Linked DNA regions of Mus musculus: all the other regions are linked to region 1. The links are chromatin contacts, called in public Hi-C, HiChIP or PLAC-seq and capture Hi-C maps. All regions are on one chromosome and are shown on one strand. The core of a region is the stretch at or near the end of the contact, and the rest is flanking DNA. Distances in the headings are between cores, read along the strand shown. Region 1 has its middle 14 kb from the start of Gm46229. Region 2 has its middle 37 kb from the start of Gm51769. Region 3 overlaps Gm40681 (a long non-coding RNA gene). Region 4 has its middle 36 kb from the start of Gm40681. Region 5 overlaps Gm32364 (a long non-coding RNA gene).

The links. Hi-C and Micro-C count contacts between places; a contact is called where the count stands out from the background. HiChIP or PLAC-seq counts read pairs in DNA pulled down with a chosen protein or histone mark. Capture Hi-C pulls out chosen DNA fragments and counts their contacts.
Region 2: a contact with region 1 is called in an H3K4me3 HiChIP or PLAC-seq map of bone marrow-derived macrophages, with 6 times the contacts expected there. The contact joins two enhancer-like sites. A contact is called at or near these places in 2 of 15 datasets of contacts at CTCF or cohesin (the NIH/3T3 cell line and embryonic stem cells), 2 of 484 Hi-C or Micro-C datasets (bone marrow-derived macrophages and cochlea) and 8 of 115 datasets of contacts at active chromatin or transcription factors (SST interneurons, VIP interneurons, bone marrow-derived macrophages and 5 more).
Region 3: a contact with region 1 is called in an H3K4me3 HiChIP or PLAC-seq map of bone marrow-derived macrophages, with 9 times the contacts expected there. The contact joins two enhancer-like sites. A contact is called at or near these places in 3 of 39 promoter capture datasets (the C10 cell line, hippocampal neurons and liver), 9 of 15 datasets of contacts at CTCF or cohesin (CD8 T cells, the NIH/3T3 cell line, embryonic stem cells and 5 more), 97 of 484 Hi-C or Micro-C datasets (the AtT-20 cell line, B cells, CD4 T cells and 58 more), 22 of 115 datasets of contacts at active chromatin or transcription factors (Th17 cells, astrocytes, bone marrow-derived dendritic cells and 18 more) and 3 of 9 other capture datasets (adipose tissue, embryonic stem cells and liver).
Region 4: a contact with region 1 is called in a Hi-C map of bone marrow-derived macrophages, with 24 read pairs. The contact joins two enhancer-like sites. A contact is called at or near these places in 3 of 15 datasets of contacts at CTCF or cohesin (the NIH/3T3 cell line, large pre-B cells and pro-B cells), 29 of 484 Hi-C or Micro-C datasets (the AML12 cell line, the BV-2 cell line, CD8 T cells and 20 more) and 19 of 115 datasets of contacts at active chromatin or transcription factors (the NIH/3T3 cell line, bone marrow-derived dendritic cells, bone marrow-derived macrophages and 15 more).
Region 5: a contact with region 1 is called in a capture Hi-C map of bone marrow-derived macrophages, with 7 times the contacts expected there. The contact joins two enhancer-like sites. A contact is called at or near these places in 1 of 15 datasets of contacts at CTCF or cohesin (the NIH/3T3 cell line), 1 of 484 Hi-C or Micro-C datasets (bone marrow-derived macrophages), 3 of 115 datasets of contacts at active chromatin or transcription factors (the NIH/3T3 cell line, bone marrow-derived macrophages and embryonic stem cells) and 1 of 9 other capture datasets (bone marrow-derived macrophages).

Annotation. Positions count from the first base shown.
Region 1 is chr10:67,316,802-67,319,469 of GRCm38.p6, forward strand. No RefSeq gene overlaps it. Among named protein-coding and RNA genes, the nearest start is that of Gm46229, 14 kb to the left of the region's middle. Within about 2 kb of position 1,375, at least 33 of the 459 cell types and tissues checked have an H3K27ac peak or open chromatin away from gene starts, as enhancers often do. A contact at or near this core is called in bone marrow-derived macrophages, where this site is marked.
Region 2 is chr10:67,826,021-67,828,688 of GRCm38.p6, forward strand. No RefSeq gene overlaps it. Among named protein-coding and RNA genes, the nearest start is that of Gm51769, 37 kb to the left of the region's middle. Within about 2 kb of position 1,346, at least 1 of the 459 cell types and tissues checked has an H3K27ac peak or open chromatin away from gene starts, as enhancers often do. A contact at or near this core is called in bone marrow-derived macrophages, where this site is marked.
Region 3 is chr10:67,759,324-67,761,991 of GRCm38.p6, forward strand. All of the region lies in intron 1 of Gm40681 (a long non-coding RNA gene), which reads right to left. Among named protein-coding and RNA genes, the nearest start is that of Gm40681, 18 kb to the right of the region's middle. Within about 2 kb of position 1,303, at least 38 of the 459 cell types and tissues checked have an H3K27ac peak or open chromatin away from gene starts, as enhancers often do. A contact at or near this core is called in bone marrow-derived macrophages, where this site is marked.
Region 4 is chr10:67,741,187-67,743,854 of GRCm38.p6, forward strand. No RefSeq gene overlaps it. Among named protein-coding and RNA genes, the nearest start is that of Gm40681, 36 kb to the right of the region's middle. Within about 2 kb of position 1,310, at least 17 of the 459 cell types and tissues checked have an H3K27ac peak or open chromatin away from gene starts, as enhancers often do. A contact at or near this core is called in bone marrow-derived macrophages, where this site is marked.
Region 5 is chr10:67,594,141-67,596,808 of GRCm38.p6, forward strand. Gm32364 (a long non-coding RNA gene) reads left to right here. Exons shown (of 10, transcript XR_003948892.1): 9 at 1-124; 10 at 274-2,461. Among named protein-coding and RNA genes, the nearest start is that of 4930563J15Rik, 24 kb to the left of the region's middle. Within about 2 kb of position 1,306, at least 17 of the 459 cell types and tissues checked have an H3K27ac peak or open chromatin away from gene starts, as enhancers often do. A contact at or near this core is called in bone marrow-derived macrophages, where this site is marked.

The DNA of each region.
Region 1 (2,668 bases), core at 125-2,624:
ACTGGCTTCCTCCAGCATTTATGATTCGTGCCTGGTGTTGGACTTTTGCTATTTACTTGCTTTTGCCAAGAACAGCCTAGCTGAGTTGGCGCTCTGTCTTCTTTGCTGTCCCGACCACTTTCTTATAGCCAGGTCTGCACCTATCCCATCCCTTCTGCGGAGAATCCAAGATCTCAAGATCTCAGTGTGAGTGTTACTGCTGTTACTGCTGCTGCTGGGGTTTTTTGTTTTTTGTTTTGTTTTTGTTTTTGTTTTGTGTTTTGTTTAGCCATTTAGACCTTTTATTGTATAAAACTTGGAGATACGTGTACACGTTTATGCATAAACATATGTCACATGCACACAGATGTGCACATGAATTTATGACATACACCCACGCACAGATTTGCACACACATGTAACATACTCATTTAGAGAGCCCACTTTCCACCTCCAAGGCCAGCACACATCTGAAGGGTCCTTTCTTGCTTACCTCATTTCACAGTCATGTGTGCCATCTTCTGTGATGGCACCATGGCTTTCAGAAATGTAAGCGAGCTGGGCAGTGGTGGCGCACGCCTTTAATCCCAGCACTTGGGAAGCAGAGGCAGGCAGATTTCTGAGTTCGAGGCCAGCCTGGTCTACAGAGTGAGTTCCAGGACAGCCAGGGCTACACAGAGAAACCCTGTCTCAGAAAAAGAAAGAAAGAAAGAAAGAAAGAAAGAAAGAAAGAAAGAAAGAAAGAAAGAAAGAAAGAAAGAAAGAAAGGAAGGAAGGAAGGAAGGAAGAAAGGTAGGTAAGCGAAGGTTCACAGGACTCTGTATTTGGAAGACAGGAGACAGTTTTGGGGTTTGTTTGATGTATGGAGCCTTTATTATTATTAATTATTATTTAGATAAAGGCTTTCTGTATAACCTGGGCTAGTCTCTAACTCAGTCTCCCTACAGGTGTGTGCCAGCAAACCTGGCTCAGACAGCTCCTCCCAAAGAGCTTGCTTTGCATCCTAGACCAAATAGTGCAGACAGCATCTTCCACCCACTTACCGAAACTGCCAAATATTGACCATTTCCAGGACAATGTTCTTTCTGCATGAAGGACTTTATATCTGAAGCAGTTCTCACACGATTTCGCAAAAGAACTGGATGCGGATTTAGTGGGACAAACTTTAAGTATAATGGCAGGTCGTGCATTCCCGGGACTCCAGCACAAAGGGGAGAGAGCCTTAGTTTCTGTCTCCTAGGAATCAGCCACTTTCAGTGTTTCCTTCAGCAGGATACAGATCAGGAGGAAGGGGGAGGGGCCAGCGCTCAGGTTCTGGCGCCTGTGCAGCCGGCCCTTTAAGGCGAAGGCACTCTCCAGTCCAGTCACTCACTGGGTTTTGAGACTCCTCTCCCCGCTCCAACCCACACTTCCCCTTCTAAGCTGTGCCATCCTCAAAGCCTTCATTTTCCACAGCGTCTTCACTGACAGGGCCTCCCGTGATCATACTTCTTTTTCTGCCTTTCACTACTTTGCCAGCTCCATCGTGTGTGTGTGTGTGTGTGTGTGTGTGTGTGTGTGTGTGTGTGTGGCGCGCGCGCGCGCGCGTGCTCTGGGGTGCAACCACCGTTGGACTAAGGTGCATCTTGCAGAGGATGCCCAAACCGCTGTAGGTTTTTGGGAAGAGCAATTTTATGGCCAGCAGGGCCTTGTTACACACCTCCAGTTATGCCAGGGAGGTGTTTGCTGGCCTTCCTACACAGAAGTCTGGCACTTCGCTGAGTTCACCGACCTGCAAAGAGCTTCATCCAGAACGCAGCCCTGCCAGAGATTTCCCCCTCCATTTACTCTCTGCTGGTGGTAGACCGACACCCCAAAACCACAGTTAGTTTTATGACATGGCAGTGCCAGGCTACAAGACTTTGTCTCTCCTTATAGGGAACCTGACTCTCTGCTTCATCGTAGGCTTGATTAAAATGGGAGAAGGACTATTTTACCTCACCACAGAGAGAAGTAACTAAAAAAGTAGCCTGCTAGGCAAAGTCTCATTTTCATACAGGTCCCATTTTCCATCCTACAGCGCAGGATGCCGGTGCTGTTGGCTGACACCGACACCCACTGTTGCAAAGGAAATGTCCTAAGTGGCTGGGGTGGGTGAGGCGCTTACCACAGCCGAGGCAGGTTTTACTTCATGGAAGCATTATTCGCACTCTATGTTTAATTAGACTATGCCTTCATTTGTGCAGACATAAGCACACGCGTGCAGGCGTGTGCAGGTGTGCTGACCCGAGCACGGACACCTGGAGATCAGAAGCGGACCCTGGTGTCTTCCTCCCTCCCTCCCTTCCTCGACCCTAAGTTACTTAGTCATTCTTTGAAAAGTTTATTTATGTGTGTGCATATGTGCATGCTCGTTTGTGTGCTCGCCCTGTGTGTTCAGTGCACACAGAGACCAGAAGAGGGCATCGGATCCCCTGGAACTGGAGTTAGAGACACTTGTCAGCTGAACAGTGTTGGGAATCACCTGGTCCCCTGCAGGGACAGCAGGTGCTCTAAGCCACCAAGCCATCTCTATAACCCCTCTTCTCTCTCTCCTTCCTTCCTTTTTTTTATTTAGATATTTTTATTTATTTGTGTGTGGGGGTTAGCGGGTGCATCTGGGCAGGTGCATGCACACATGCATTATCTGGAAGACAAAGGACAGCTTTGG
Region 2 (2,668 bases), core at 96-2,595, 510 kb after region 1:
TTATTGACCATCCACATTCCTTCGTGTCACCCCCTGATCTGTACTATATTTACTTAAAATCCAGTATGGGTAACAACAACAAAAGGATTGGACATTGTCTTACCCTGTCAGGGTTTCCATGGGTGTGAGCAGACACCATGACCAAGGCAGCTCTTATAAGGACAACATTTCACTGGGACTGGCTTACAGGTTCAGAAGTTCAGTCCATTATTATCAAGGTGGTAACATGGCAGCCTCTGGGCAGGCATGGTGTGGGAGGAGCTGAGAGTTCTACATCTTCATCTGAAGGCTGCTAGGAGAAGACTAACTCCCAGGCAGCTAGGAGGAAGGTCTCTCAAAGCCTACCCACACAGTGACACACTTCCTCCAACAAGGATACATCTATTCCAACAAGGCCACACCTCCTAATAGTGCCCCTCCCTGGTGCCAAGCATATACAAACCACCACAGACACCCATCCAACAAAAACAAGACCAAATATATCAAGAAACACCTCAGACACCATAACTCCAGATGCTTAGATCCCAGTGCAAAAAATCACAAACATGAGCAGTCAAGATAAGACACCTCCTCCAGAAGCCATCAATCATAATGCAATAGCCAAAGCATAGACAAGGACTTCAAAATTACAATTGAATATGTTGCAGGTTCTTTAAAGAGGATGTGAATAAAAGTCTTAATGAAGACTGAAAATACAAAAGGCATAAAATTGGAATTTAACAACAACAACAACAAGAAATAAGAATAAATCATAAAATGAAAAACATAAGATTCAAGTCATAGTGGCGGTTTCTTGGAAGGGTGTCTGGGCTGAAGGTTGTGAAGATGAGCAGACTCAGTTCCTCCATCTGCTGTGTGTTGCTCTGCATTCTTCAAGCATCCCCTTGCCCATAGGTTGCCTGTTGAAAACAACTAGAAAACCAACCACTTAACAAAGTAAGCTGAACGAGACAAGGGTAGAAGACTACGCGTATACAAAGAAAATGAAAAAAAAACAAAAACAAAAACAAAAAACAAACCAGGGAAAACATACTTGGTTTGTGAACATATTTGTATTTTATCACAACAAAATACCAGGAGCTTATGTGAATGCTATTAGAACAAAATTCCAGAAGCTTAAGGATGTAAGCAGCAGAAACTGGCTCTCACGGTTCTGGAAAGCACTGGGCCCACACTCTCCCTAGTAGACTGAGGGAAGCCTGATTATGGTCTCTTTCCTGCCCCTGGGAGGCATAACCACTGGTTTGCTCATAGGAGAAGAGGCAAGGCATTCTTAGGTCTCTCTGTACCCTTTCCTCTTCATGTCTGACTCTGAGTTCACACTTCTTTTGAATCAGGATGCCTACCACACTGGGTCACATGCTAATGATGTCATCCTTGCTTTATTACTTCCAAGTCAAGTCCCATTCTGGGGCAATGACTGCTAAGATCTCACTCAGCATGTGGACCTGAGGAAACACAGCTCTACTCATGACAGAAAGCCCCTGCGATGGTCCTGGGAGACTGATTATCCTGTTGACCTGGCATTAGCAGATGCCATGTGGAGGCTTTCCTCAGAATGATAGCTTTTCCGCAGGCCCCTGTGCAATGCTTCTCAGCCTTACCTGCTTGATGAGCTGCAGGCCAGGGAGAGATCCCTTCTCAAAGATACTTGGTGTTCCTCAGGATGACAGCCATGGTTGTCCTATCTCTACAGGCATATAAACACATGCACATGTACTTACACACAGAGAAACACACACACACACACACACACACACACACACACACACACACACACACTAAAAATGGAGACCATGGCATATAACAGGCACATATTGAATCAGGAAGCCTGAAGCTAGCTTCTTGGCAGTGGTGGTTCTGCTTCTGGTAAACTTTCTCTCTCTCTCTCTCTCTCTCTCTCTCTCTCTCTCTCTCTCTCTCTCTCTCTCTCTCTCTCTCCACATCTCCACATCAGGAAAGGCACATCTCTGAAGCTTAGCCACTTACACGCCATTTCCTTTCTTGTGCTACTGATAACTGCATTTGTGGAAACGGAAGGAGTCCTTGGAGGTTGATTCAACATGTGCGTATCTCTAGAATTTTACTTTGTAACCAAACAATACGTTCCTCTGAAGAGAGCATTGCTGCATGCAGAGACAAGGTAATTTAAAAATCATGTTCAACTTATATTTATAATAGAAGATAAGGGAATGTTTTCCTTCTGGATGAGAGAGAGAGAGAGAGAGAGAGAGAGAGAGAGAGAGAGAGAGAGAGAGAGAGAGAGAGAGAGACCTGGCCATCAGGATAACACGTGTGAAGATTTAGGAACAAACCATGAAGTTGGTTGATACAGCCACACTATGGATGCTGCAAGACATGCTTATACATGTCCAAACACGCATACACACATCCCTGCATACCGTACACTACACACTTAGAAACTTTACCAAGGCAAGCAGAGATCATAGGCGAAAAAGATCCAAGAAGCTCGGACCTGCAGTGAACATCAGGATCTGTTACTGTCTTGGATGGTGTACCTTTCCTTGCCTCCTCCCAGATCCTCCCCACCCACCCAATTCTGAGCCTCCTTTCTCTATCAGAAAACAAACAGGCATCATGCCCTGCCTCCCACAAAAAGAAAAATAAAAATAAATAAAAAGCACAAGACACATGCACATGCATGCAG
Region 3 (2,668 bases), core at 53-2,552, 440 kb after region 1:
TCTGTGCCGTGGCTTTCCCTTCTGTAAGATGGACACAGTCTGTAACACCAATGCCTTGACTATAGCAGTGAGTGGCAGAGACGCCCAAGGTACACAGAACATGGCCAGCACTAAACAGTCTTCAGGATTGTTTAAGTCACTCTGTAACCAACACAGCCTTCAGACCTCTTTTTCTCTGGCCCACAGAATGGATAGACGTTGATTAGATAATGATTTATTAGGTACAGATTCAGTAGCTTGCTGTAAATGCCATTTCTCAGTGTATTATAGATAACCAGACACCATGCTACCTGAGGCTATAGCACACACTTGCAAATTCAGGAAGTGTGCATGCCTTGCTTTAATGCTAATGCCTCATTACCTAACAGGTAGGAAGGGCTAACTCTTGGTTAAGTATTTTTGAACACATACACACACAGAAAGACAGACAGGCAACACACAGACACACAAACACACAGACACACATATACACATACACATACACATACACATACACATACACATACACATACACATACATATACATATGTGTGTACATATATATATATATATATATATATATATATATATATATATATCATGCATGCACATATACACACACAGAAACACACACACATAGAGACAGAAATACACACGCACATACCCCACACACAGAGAAATATACGTGTGCACACACACACTTTGGCATAACAGCCTTTTTAATTGAGCATCTTCACGAGAAGGAGTTCACAACTGTCTGTTTCTATTAAGATTTTTCTGTTGATTGTTGGCATTTAATTTGACTATAGAATCCAAATCTATTCCTCATCAGGTTTTAAAATCCTCATTCAACTTCTCCATATAGAGAAAACACTAGTCCAAACTTGACAATAATAATAATAATAATAATAATAATAATAATAGCAAGATTCTCAATCATGTTCCATTGTTGTGGAGCCTGCTAGCATGCACACACATATGCTGGCACTTTTGTGGTGTGATTGGAGCCTCTGGTGACTTGGAATGTAAGTTCCTCAGACAATCGTTCAACCATCACGGCTTCAACCCTTTGGATCCTGAAGAGCTTTCCACAGCTCCCACATATTTCTGACTTGACGGCACTCATAGGCAGCAGCCGCCTCTGTTTTTAATTGGCCCTTTGGTGAGGATGAAGCTGGGCAGGATTAACAGTCACAGGCTGGATCCTGAAGGGGGAGATGTGTTTGGAGGATGGGGGTCACAGAAATCGAGCCTCACCTACTACATACAGCAGAAGGCCAGACACAGCCCAGGTCCACACCCAGCCTCTCCTCCTCAGGATGTTGCTCAACATCCCTTGGGGGAAGGGATGGGGGTGGAGGACAGGCAGTGGCTAATTTAACATAATCAACATGTAATAAACTCCATTTTGCTTTTAAAGTAACAAAAAGAGAAGGAAAAAAAATCCCTTAGTGTAGTTTCTAGACTTTTCAGTCGTAGCAGGAAATGGTGCCAGGGGAAGTTGAATTTGCAAGGCCCCACTCAGCTGGAACGCCTCCCACCCCCACCCCCATCTTCTCCAGATTGAAGATCTTCAATTCCAATTTCAGTATCTCTCCTTTCTCTCTCCCCCTCTTCCACCCCTCCCCCTCTTCCTTTCCTGTTTCTCCCTCTCCTTTTTCTTCCCCGTCCCCCTCCCCCCTTTTATTATGATCTTCTTGGAGTTCCAGTAAAAAGTAATAAATCCTCTCTTGGGGCAGGGGAGGGGTGCAGGATCGCATTTTGCTTGTGACCCCTGGTGATATCCTCACCTCTTAAAAAAGGGGGGGGGGTTCATGGGTCCAAGTTAGTCATCTCTGTTCCTTAGCCAGTCGGATGTATTAAGTTGTCATCTTCATAATTCTTATGTCACCAAAAACCTTCCATGGGCTCAGGAGAAGGGAGCTTCTTTCTGAGACCCTTGAGGTCATGGTAATTAAATCCAGTCAAACTCTCTGCCAGGCACAGTGCAAAATGAACTGGACTCCACATCACACAGAGAATCGGGTTTGTTATAAGAGATGTGGGTCCCGTCATGCCTCCTCCTTCCAAGTCCTAGAACACAGCTCCTTACACTATAGATCAAATCACTAAACACGGAGGTCACGAAAAGCCAAGGAAACCGTAAAAGGGAAGGGTTTCTGAACTCACTGACAACCGAAAATTAATTCCGTATCAAACCCACAAGCAAACCAAGGTGCGTCACATGATTTCGCCACAGCACACGGTTCAGAGCCCTGCTCCCAGCACGGCTCCCGGGACACATTAAGGAACACTGCACAGAATATCTCAGCTCAGGTTCAAGTCCACTCTGCTGTTTTAATGTGCATATCATTTTCTATTCTTATAGTAACATTTCCTGGCCAAACAAACAAATAAACCAACCTTAATATTTTCCCACCAGCATAACTTAGAATGTATCAAATCAGCTTGTCTTTGAGTTGTATTATGTGATAACATTTAATTCAGAAAAAAAAGAAAAAACTACTGTTCTAAGTTGCTGGCTGGCTTTAGTTTTGTGAAAACAAGTTTTCAATGAATTTTGGCTTGAGATTAGGGTACAATTGAAAACAATGTCTGAAAGGACCCTGATCATATGTCTGCCACTTTTGTAGTATGAATTTATGCGGGGTGGTATTCTCAGCATTGAAGATTATGAAGTCAAATGACC
Region 4 (2,668 bases), core at 60-2,559, 420 kb after region 1:
CAAGTAACATAAGTCTCTTTCTTGTCAGCTCATTTAGCTGCACATAAAGCTTTCTGAAATAGACTGCACCCCATCTTTCTTAAAAACATTTGAACTTTGTATGGGGAGGTGCAGGAGAGCAGAAAGAGGTCTTTTTCTTAAGTCTGGGGGTAGCAAGTGAAACCAGCAAAGACCTAGACTTCCTGGGTCTACTGAACTGTGTATAATTTCAGATCTTTTGGGCATGTTGCTTTCTGGAGCAATAAGTAACCTGTTTGGTAAGACGTGACCATGTGACTCTGCCTAGGACTATCCCGAAGGGAAGCAGAGGCCAGAGCTAGGAAGTTAGGAAGAGACAGAGGGCCCTTGCTTTGGTCTTTCTCTTGGTTCTGGTTCATGTTCTGCTCTTTATCAGAATACAGAGGTTGTGTAAGTCGGGAACAATGGAGGTTTATTGGGGCTGGAGACTGGGGAGCAGGTTTGAGGGGTAAGAGCATCTGCATCTGGCAAGGGCTTTCTTGCTTTGTCATCATTTTGTGGAAGGAGTTTCAGAGAGACTTCACCTACCTACCCTGAATGTGCAGTGTCTGAGGATTGATCTGGTGAAACTGAGCTACGCATCAACATAGGCATAAATGTTCATCCCTCCCTCCCTCCTGACGGTGGATGTGGCGGGGGGGGGGGGGGGGGGGGTGTATGTGGGAGGGACCAGCCAGCCCACACTCCTGCTGCTTTGCCTCTGCAGCCTTAATGGGCTGCACTTTTACCTGCTGCAGAAACAGACCCTTCCTCCCTTAAGCCGCTTGTGCTGGATACTTTGTTACAAGAACAAGGAAAGTAGCCAGCGCTCACCCCTTCTCCCATTCAGATTTACTTAAGACACAGGAAAAGGAGAATTTATCAAGTTCACCCCCTCAGTGTCTTGACAAGAGTCTCATTCCAATAGGGGGTCAGAGCCAAGATGTCTTAAATGGTTGGGATTTCAGACCCATCCGGTTACTGTGGCTGTATCCAAATTAGAGAATATAAAATAAAGGAAGGTAAAAATAAGAAAAGAAAAAAAATACAATGGAAGTCACATCTCTAAAACATCGGGACATCTATACTCTGTGGACCTTGCTCCTCACACATTTGGCAGAAGTTGAGAATCAAAACAACAACAAAACCAACAAAATAAAAAACCACCCACTGTCTCAAGAGGCCTCCAGCAGGAACTTACAAGGCAAAACGCTTTAGTTGTAGACATGAAATTGCTGGAAGAGTCGGGAACGGGGTGAGCTGGTCAGGAAACATCGACTTCCTGTGAATGGTCAGGAAACATCGACTTCCTGTGAATGCTCCCATGGCCTTCCACTCTGGCCAGCTCCAACTGCTCAAAACTCGCAGACAGCAGAACTCTTCCCAAGGCAGCTCCTTTGGCTCTGCCAGCTCCCAGTTGCTGTGACTACAGCTTCCCTTGCCCGTTAGGAACCCATTCCGGTAGGGGTTGTTAAAACAGACCAGGGAGAAGGACTTCGGTGGGAAACGTGAAGTTCTGCAGCAACTGCAGATTTGCGAGCTTAAGATGAAGACGGAATCTTTGGCTGTCTGGCACAAAGATGGCTTTGGAGTTGATTTTAGTGGCTTCAATGAAACAGACACTGAGGGTGATAGATGTCTTTCGTCACCGTGGCATAAAAACATTGCTAACTACCTCTACTCCGATGAAAGCCCTCCCCTGATGTTTGATGTAAGAAGGTAGATTAGTATGCGGAGTCCATTAACCACAGCCACCAATTCCAGCGTAAATCAGGCTGACCTCCTAAATTAAAGATGAGAGAAAGCAACTGTGACAGGAAGCCATGTTGAGATGCCTGTCTTCCGGAGAAAGGGGAAGTATGTTTTCTCGAGCTAGCCCACACAGAATCCAATATTTACTATGATTGCTGAGAAGACAGAAAGGTGCTCAGAGATGACTCCTGCTTCACAGCTTCGCCAACCTTCAAATGAGTCACTCTAAGCCTATGGAAATGAGGATAGGAAAATGGATCTTTGGTTCCACTGAGTCATGAATGGGGTGGGGGGTGGGGCGGCGAGGAGCAAGATGTAAATGTATGGGTTAGGCTGGCAAAAGTTTCCAGACTGTTTTCAACCAGGGGAACTCGGATTAAGGACTGCTGACCTGGAGACCAGCTTGCATTTTAGACCTTTGGCTCCAGAAGCCAGCAAGCAGTACCACATTGAAGCAGAATTGGCTGTGTGGGTGGCAGAGGTCTGAGACGCCAAGACTCCCAAGATTAGAACCATGGGAAGGTCTTAGGGCATGGGGTCAGGAGGCAGAGGGGAGCCCTGGTTGGGTCTATGGGGCAGGACCCTCAGCAGTTGCTGACTCTGATGTGGAAAACCAAGGAGAAATACTTTTGCTCCTTCACACCAGCCGGTCACTCTCTGCTGCCTTCCATTGGCTGCGCCCAAGCAGATGCTGCCCCATAGGAACCCTGGAAAGGCAGCCTGCAGGAGACACCACCCCCTCCCCAAGTGAGAGAGCAGGGCAGGAGAAGGGTAAGAAACTGACCTGGGGACAGGCAGACACAGGCCAGGCCCATCGAACATGCTGGGATCATTTTCTACCTTTACCGCAATGACCTCACCTCACCCGAGGCCAGACCGTGACAAATCAATTGCAAGCCGCAAAAGCTGGCTGGTGGGG
Region 5 (2,668 bases), core at 56-2,555, 280 kb after region 1:
GAAAATGATGAGACGACATCCATTGCAAAGATCCACAGTCATGACCATTGTGGAGCAAGTATTCAAACACCTTAGAGTTGGAGGCCATTCCTGACCACCTTATGTGACAAGAAGCCTATCATGGGTGAGGATGGGGGAAGGGTAGATCAGAGTAAATGCAGCAATGAGAGAGAGAGAGACAGAGAGAGAGAGAGAGAGAGAGAGAGAGAGAGAGAGAGAGAGAGAGAGAGAGAGAGAGAGAGAGAGAGAACTGATCACACTCCACTATTCTAGGTATCTATAGATGGGATCCAACACCATCCTAGGAATACTGAGAGACATAAGAGCTGGTTCAAGTTCAGGTAAACAGTGAGTCCAGATCCATGAAGAATCTTCTTTCCCAAGTGAATGAGTCAAATCAGAGCAGCAGCACCACTCTGAAGGCCAACATCAGTGAATCCAGTGGGCTGATCTGTTCACAGACACCTGCAACAAGGTCAGGTTATAGGCCCAGGCAATCATAGAGGTTTGAGAGCCAGGCTTTCTTAAGGCATCTGGGCCACCTCACAGTGGGTCAGATAGTTCGCAAGTGCCCTGAAGAAGATCAGTGGGGGATGGACAGAGTCCATGCCATTCACTAGTAGAGGGTCCTAAGACCCAAGTGGCATATTGGTGTTAGGAGATCTGTGAGTTCTGGTATGGCAAGTGAATTTGGAAGCCTAGGAGGTGCTGGACCACCAGACCTGACTCAGAGCTTCAACCCTTCATTCAGCAAAGAGTCTGCCTGAATGAGTGGCACACTTTTTCAAATGATACCAGCTACCCACCAGGAAGTATATGCATGTGTGCATGCCCTCATTCACCTGTGTGTATATATGAGGCATTTATATAGAAATGCATATAAGTATATATAGTTCATACAATAACATAACTTATATTCTGTGTTATAAAAGTATACACGTTTAGATACTAATACCTCTCATGCCTGCATTTCTCCAGTTTGTAGAAGCACGTGGTCTTGTTCATTTGTTTTACACAGTTCTTTTTCACTCATGAAACCTATTATTATGGGACAGACACATTTACATGTTTCTTACCCAAATAAGCCACTTTATTTTGTGAAATTTGGAAATATTCTTTGTTTAACGTTGTTCATCCAGCCTGATTTTTCCTTCCAGTTCACAGGGTTTCTTGTCATATTTTCAGGAGAAAACTTTATAAAGGAAACTTGAGCAAATAAAGGAAATGAAAACCCCAATGGCAATTGTGTAAGAATAGAATTATATCATTACTCATGAAATATTCTTTCCTATAAACAAAATGAGGAACCAGACTAAGAAGTCTTGAGTGCATGTAAATGTGCTGAAGTGTTGGAAACTTCAGCCATAAGAACGCCACCCATCACTGCTTATGTTTAGGAGGCATCGTCTTCTCATTCTACACATTCACTGGAGGTTTTAAGACGTGACATAAGAGTAGGCTTTGCACTTTGTGGCTTCTAAACTCAGTGTCAACAGCAAGAGGTAGATGGAAATACCTCATAGGAGTGACAGTCTTATCACAGGTTGAATAAGGGAGAGTAGAGGGATTGGGTAGGCCTCATGGCAAGGCATTGTATATGATCTGTCCCATTGTAAGTTTGACCAGATGTCTCAGTGGAAGACACACATTCCTTAGCTGTAAGAGGGCTGGGATCCCCTTTCTAGGTATTGTATATAGCCTACTGGTACAATTTGCAGCTACCTCGAATGGGTATATTAGCCCCTTGTTGCATCAGCTGTGGCTACATCAAGGTACGGCATCTCCTGACACTGAGTCCTACCAGTTGCCCTTCTCTCTGATAGGGCCTTCTGAGTACACGCAGTTAGTAAACCTCTACACACACAAATCTCCACACCTCGGTTTTCAGGGCACCTACCAGACTGAAGCGACTGTCTAGCTATGCAGACAGAGAACAATGTTCATAGCTAGACTGGAACATTGGGTTGAATACTAAGCAAACTGAGGCAGAAGTGTAGAAAGGACTCACTGTGTTGGGTGAAAGGACAAAGTTTGAGGGTCAAAGGGCAGGTTGAAGAGAGGGGTAATAAGCACAAAGGCAGGAACAGCTCATTTATGTAAAATTATCCTAACGTCCTTCCTGGTTTTCTTGGAGACAGCTCTGCAAATAATGGAAGAAAACATACTTATTGTGAACTGTCTCTGCACATGCAAGCACCATCACGGTGGACCACATCCTTAGTTTTACTCAAGAATCAAGAAGTTGAGCAGACTGTCTATCTGAGCAACCTCCACATACATTTTCCAAACAGCTGCTAGAGGCTAGTGCTACCAGCTCTTTCTCAGCAATATTTGCTCCACTTAGTGGGGAGTCTACTATGTAGTAAGAGTAGGTAGGTTACTTCAAATCACAACTCAGCTGGATGGGAAGATGAAGACACCAAGGGTTGGCTAGAACAAGGGACTTACCTAGGGAGGAAAGGGTGGAGATGCTATTTGAGTCCACATTTCTCTAGCTTGGAAGCTCCGGCCATGCAGGTCAGATGAGCTGGTCTCAAGGAGCCCATGATCTGGGCCTCGTGCTCTGGGGACCTGACTCACAGGCCTGTGTAGTGACCAAAACATGTGCTTATTAATCCTCTTAAGTCATCTCTTCTAACTGAAGTAGCCATTCAACAGCTCAATGGTT